2 separate regions of the Mus musculus genome follow, and region 2 is linked to region 1. A link is a contact called in public Hi-C data. All regions are on one chromosome and are shown on one strand. Each heading gives the region's core, a stretch centred on a gene start, on an enhancer-like site or on the middle of the called end of the contact. The rest is flanking DNA. Distances are from core to core; before and after follow the strand shown. Region 1 overlaps Zbtb17 (zinc finger and BTB domain containing 17). Region 2 has its middle 26 kb from the start of Fblim1.

Region 1 (2,700 bases), core at 75-2,574:
GGAGCACCTTCTGACTCCACGAGGGTGGGCTAGCCAGCAGGGAGGAGGCTTCTGTCTCAGTCCAGCTTGGCTTCTCCTGTCCTGCAGCCAGAGCATGTGTGATCTTCATCAATAGCATCATGCCATCAAGCTTGGCTGGGCCGTCACAGCAGTAGCACTCGCTCGTGTGTGTGTGTGTGTGTGTGTGTGTGTGTGTGTGTGTGTGTGTGTGTGTGTGTGTGATGGAATACCATTCAGCTCTAAAGGAAAATGAGATCATAGACTACAGGTGACAGTTGGTGTCCTTTCTCTGTGGGATGGCCATGCTGTGTCTTTTCTCAGTGAAGCCTCTTTGCTTGTGCAAGTCATGTGATTTTTAGAAAGGGGGTGGTGGCATCCCATTAAATCTCAAGCACTGAGGCCTCATGTTGTATCTGGTAGAAGAGGTGAGCCCCTGGGTAGTGGGCTCCTCCCTGGTCTCCGGCCGTCACTGCTCCAGCGTGGCTTTATGTATTTTAGTATCATAATGCTAGAGCCCAAGAGCAGCTGTATGAAGTAGAAGCCTTCATTGTTATCCCTGGTTTACAGAAAAGAATGGAGTTTAGAGATGTGTATGCTGCTGCCCAAGGACCAGCTCTGTTTAATTACAAGCCTTGAGCTGCAGCTAAGCCCAGGAGCTGTGGCTCCAGCAATGGCAGGCTCTTCACAATATCAGGGCTTCATCTGTACCTGATGCTGAGGGTCCATTACTCTGGGGACATCTTCTTTAGGGATTTCTGCTCCCAGAATCTAACGGAGTATCGCATCCTTTGTGATTTGAGACAGGGTTTCTCTGTGTAGCCTTGGCTGTCCTGGAACTCACTTTGTAGACCAGGATGGCCTCGAACTCAGAAATCTGCCTGCCTCTGCCTCTCAAGTACTTTTTTTTTTTTTTTTTTCTATTGAGAAATTTTTAGTCACCAGGTCTTACAGAAAGTAGGAAATGTTTTTTGTTGTAATTTTGACACAGAGCCTCCCAGGATAGCTCAGGCTGGCCTTGAACTAACGTCACTGCTCTGCCCTGTGCCTTCTGGTGCTCAGGTTTTACAGGTGTCTTCTACACCAGCCTTGTGGTACCAACCCCTGGTGAGTGTCGGGACACACCCTTAATACCTTAAAGGTTTTGTGATAGAAAAGGTCTCTGACTGCGGAAATACCCAGACTAGTCCACCCCCTTCTTCTGTAACTTCCTCTGTTTTCCTCTTTAAGTGGTAAGACAGCAAGGTTTTGGGCAAGTGTCCCCGTGAGCTCCTTTTGAGAGGAGGGCCTTCACTGTTTTTTCTTCTTCTCTGGAGCCCTGCAGGATGTGGGTGTCTCTCAGAGCATGATTCAGTCACACTGTGACTCAGCAGCGAAGTGCTCAGGACCGTGCTGAACAAGGCAGGGGCCTCGAGCCCCTCAAGGGAGAGGTGCTTCCCTGTTCTGAGGTGGTCTGTGGAGGGCCGGAGACTAAGCTCTTCCAGTGTCAGCAGGGGGCTGTTAACAGTTTTTCAGGTTCCAGCCATTCTGTTGAAAACTTTGTCATGTCAGCTTTATTTATTTATAAGGCAGGGCCTCTGACAGCCCAGGCTTGCCTCAGACTCTGTAGTGAGGATTTTGGGAATGACCTGACACTGGGGTTTGTACAGTGCTGGGGATTGAACCCAGAGCTTTGCACATGCTACAGAAGCACTCTGCCAGCCGACCGAGGCAGCTGCAGCCATCAGTTGGCAGGCTCTGGTCTGCTGGCTGTTCGTGGCCTGTGGAGGATAAGCCGTGCCCCAACTTGGCTGGCACAGCCCAGTCTGTCCCTGCACGTTCGCTTCCTGACACTCTTCCCTCGTTCTTTTCTTTTTTAAAAAATACATTTATATGTTTGTGTGCGTGTGTGTGTGCGTGTGTGTGTGTGTGTGTGTGTGCGTATGTATGTATGTGTGTCCGTGTGTGTGCTATAATGTACATGTAGGGTTCAGAGAATAATTGGCTGGGGTTGGTTCGGTCGGGCCATGTGTACTGTGGGGGGTGAAACTCAGGTCACCAGGCTGACAGAAGCGCCCTTAGCCCCTAGCCATATGCTGGCCTGCTTCTTGTTTTATCCACTGTCCCCTCCTTTAGTACTTGCAGTTGCCTGACAAGGTTGTGATTTTCCATGGGCTCTTGTTTCTCCTCTCCTCAGGGAATATGCCCCCATGCCAGCTTCTCATGACAGAACTTGTGTGCCCTCCTCTGCTTCCCCCAACCGCTTCTCCCCTTCACAGCCCACTGCTGCGGCAACAGCTAATTACGTCAGCTCCTACATAAGCTGCTGTTTGTTTTCTCAAGACAGTCTCTCTGTGTAGCCCTGACTGTTCCTGTAGACCTGTCTGTAGACTAGGCTGGCCTCTCTTAACTGGAGCATGGCTGCCAGCTTGCAGACCACCAAATCTATGGTCCTCTCTGCAGTGGCTGCTGGCTTTCTTGCTCCCTGACTTGTCCTTCAGCTGCTGCCTGGCCCTTTCAGAGTATTGCCAGTCAGTTTTCAGTTCTCCCAAGGCTTTTAAAGAAAAGTGTCTTTAGAAGAATCTTGGGTGTACCTTAATGGGTAAAATGGTTACCATGCACGAAACTTTGAAAGAAAGGGCATTGCCATCTGCCCATGGCGCCATACTGGTTCCTGGGTCTTGGGTTTGCAGTGGTGCAGCTTCCTCTTGCACCTTCTTCCAG
Region 2 (2,700 bases), core at 157-2,656, 120 kb after region 1:
ATGCCTGGCTTTCATCTCTAAAATTCTACCAGGCTCATGCCACTCCATCTTGCCACCACTTGCCACCTTTGGGATTTGTTGGGATTGTCTGTCTTGTCACCACCCACTCCCCTGGACCTGTGTCCTGAACACCCTCTGCAAGGTAGACTCTTTGCCCTGCTGTTTCTCTCAAATTCCATGCATGGCTCTTTCTCCTGCCTCCGTTTTCAGGGTATCAGTGGAACAGACCCTAGTCCACGCTTCCACTTGCTTCTACCTACCCAGCACTGCCCTGCCTATAGCAGGAGTCAGCCCAGGATGGGAAAGCTGGACACAGTAGCACAGACCTGCAATCCCAGCACCCAGGAGGATCAGGGGTTCAATGTCACCCGGGTCTCCACAGCTGGAGTTGGAGGCCAGCCTGGGCTACATGAGACCCTTTCACAACAAAATCGATGAGCAGCAGACACGGGAGGACCCACTGGTGTGAGGCCACAGTGGATGAATTGTCTAGTGGTGTCACCTGGAGCCCTGGCCTCCTTGTGCAAAGGACAGGTTTGGATGTCCCCTTCGGGAGGCCAAGATTCAGTGCCCCCCAAATGTGGCTTGTGCCCCCCCAAATGGGGCCTGTTCCTGTGGGTAGGACTTCACGTATCCTGACTAAGAACTTGCCAGACCCTGAGTCTTAACCCTGGTGAAACAGGGCTGCCTTTCTCCTGACCTTCCAGCCTCACCCAAAACAGGAATGTAGAGACTGTCAGTTATTCCCCACCCTCCACTCAAAACTCACAGGTTTTCTCAGAACAAGAGGAGCAGCCAACCAGAACTCACCTTGTCCCTCCTACTGTCCCTTCCTCAGTTCCTTCCCCCTTCTCTGTCAGCTCAACGCTCTTTCCCAGGCTGCCCCGAGGCAGCTGCTTCCTAACTGTTACCCTACTTCCTTTAGGGGGTCCCCCTGATGAAGCCTTCCAAAAAAATCACCTGGTAAAGGAAGTATTAAGTGAAAATTTTCCAGGCTAGCTCATTGGTAGACCCCAGACTCTCAGAAGACACAGGTTCCGGCCCCATATAAGGAAGGAAAAGCTGGGTGGGAGTTGTCCTCGGCTCCAAGAGCAGCCACACGGCACAGTTTAGAACAGCTATGGAGAAATCTGTGTGCTAACAGATATCAGTTTCTCCACAAGGGGAAGGTGTTGGGAAACCTACCGAGACAGGACAGGATTTTTACCCACCTGCCTTTTACAGAGCTATAAAACAGCTTCCAGACAAGGGGAAAAGCTGGGATCCAGCCACCAGCAAGAAGAATGTGCTGTGTGGACAGCTCATAGCTTTTGACCAAGGCCCAGGCATTTTCCACACAAGGCAGGTCATGAAAGGGTTCAGTCCACAGTCCAGCCTCTGAGAAGTGTGATTCACACACACCGGATGCCAGGCCTTTTCTTGGGGAGCAGAGGACATTGCAAAACACTCTAAAGTTCAAGGGCTGGGCTAAGCTCTTTCAAGGACCGAACACATCAAATGCTTCCCTTCTCAGGGCTGAGAATATGGTTTTGTAATGTCCAGCTGCTGCAGCAACACACACATGTGTGTGCGTGCACGCTCACAGACACAGACACACACACAGGCATGTGCACAGGCACACACACGCACACACACACATACGGTTAGTGAGATGGATCAGAGGTGAAGGCAGTTGGCACCAAGTCTTAAGATTGCCAGAATTCATTGGCGGAAGGAGAGAACTGCAGGTTGTACACACACACACACACACACACACACATGTAGGAACAATTGAGCTGTGGCATGCAGTTACTCCTCCACAGAAATAAATAAATGCAAAGAAAAAGGCTTTGTGGGGCTGGAGAGATGGCTCACTGGTTAAGAACACTGACTCTTCTTCCAGAGGACCCAGGTTCGATTCCCAGCACCCACTTGGTAGCTCACAATGTCCTGTAACTCTAGTGCCAGGTGCCCTGGTATCCTCTTCTGGTTTCTCAAAGCACAAGGTGCACAGATATGCTTGCAGGCATACCTATAAAATAAAAACAAATTAAAAATATATAAACAAATGACCTTCAGGTTTTTGTCCATTTATTTATTTGTTTGTTTAGGTGTTGAGAAACATTGGTCTCATGCATTCCAGGCTGACCTCGAGATTTCTACAATGAGAGTGAAGTTCTGGTCCTCCCGCCTCCTCTCCCTAGTGCTAGACCACACTCAGGCACTTCCACTCCTGATTTATGCAGTGCTGGGGAATCGAACTCTGAACTCTGGCTGTCAGGCGTTGTGGCAAGAGCTTTTGCCCACTGAGCCATCTTGCAGGCCCTTCTTGTTTGTTTTTTGAGACAGGGTTTCACAATGCACCCGCGGTTATCCTGGAATCTACTCTGTAGACCAGGTTGGTCCCGAATTCACAGAGGTCTGCCTGCCTCTGCCTCCCCTGAGATTAAAGGTGTAGGCCACCACCGCCCCAGCTTGTCTGTTTTTGAGACATGGTCTCTCTGCGTATTACAGGGTGGCCTTGTACTCTAAGCAATCCTCCGTCCTCTGCGCCCCCGACCCCCCATTTCTGGAATTACAGGTGTGTGCCACACACCCTATACCTCTTTATATCCGTTCCAGACGGGGTCTCAAAGTACCTCAGGCCAACCTGGTACTTACTATGTCCTCAAAGATAACTTTAAACTTTGGCTCCTCCTGCCTCCACTTCCTTCCGGTACT

The links. A called contact is a pair of places that touch in the nucleus more often than the background predicts.
Region 2: a contact with region 1 is called in a Hi-C map of bone marrow-derived macrophages, with 35 read pairs. The contact joins two enhancer-like sites. A contact is called at or near these places in 4 of 39 promoter capture datasets (embryonic stem cells, erythroid cells, macrophages and 1 more), 2 of 15 datasets of contacts at CTCF or cohesin (embryonic stem cells and large pre-B cells), 15 of 484 Hi-C or Micro-C datasets (B cells, the C2C12 cell line, bone marrow-derived macrophages and 9 more), 31 of 115 datasets of contacts at active chromatin or transcription factors (the 230-238 cell line, the HPC-7 cell line, bone marrow-derived dendritic cells and 18 more) and 3 of 9 other capture datasets (adipose tissue, liver and pancreatic islet).

Annotation. Positions count from the first base shown.
Region 1 is chr4:141,453,492-141,456,191 of GRCm38.p6, forward strand. All of the region lies in intron 2 of Zbtb17 (zinc finger and BTB domain containing 17), which reads left to right. Among named protein-coding and RNA genes, the nearest start is that of Gm42337, 5.9 kb to the left of the region's middle. Within about 2 kb of position 1,325, at least 166 of the 459 cell types and tissues checked have an H3K27ac peak or open chromatin away from gene starts, as enhancers often do. A contact at or near this core is called in the C2C12 cell line, adipose tissue, bone marrow-derived macrophages and 6 more, where this site is marked.
Region 2 is chr4:141,572,410-141,575,109 of GRCm38.p6, forward strand. No RefSeq gene overlaps it. Among named protein-coding and RNA genes, the nearest start is that of Fblim1, 26 kb to the right of the region's middle. Within about 2 kb of position 1,407, at least 154 of the 459 cell types and tissues checked have an H3K27ac peak or open chromatin away from gene starts, as enhancers often do. A contact at or near this core is called in the C2C12 cell line, adipose tissue, bone marrow-derived macrophages and 6 more, where this site is marked.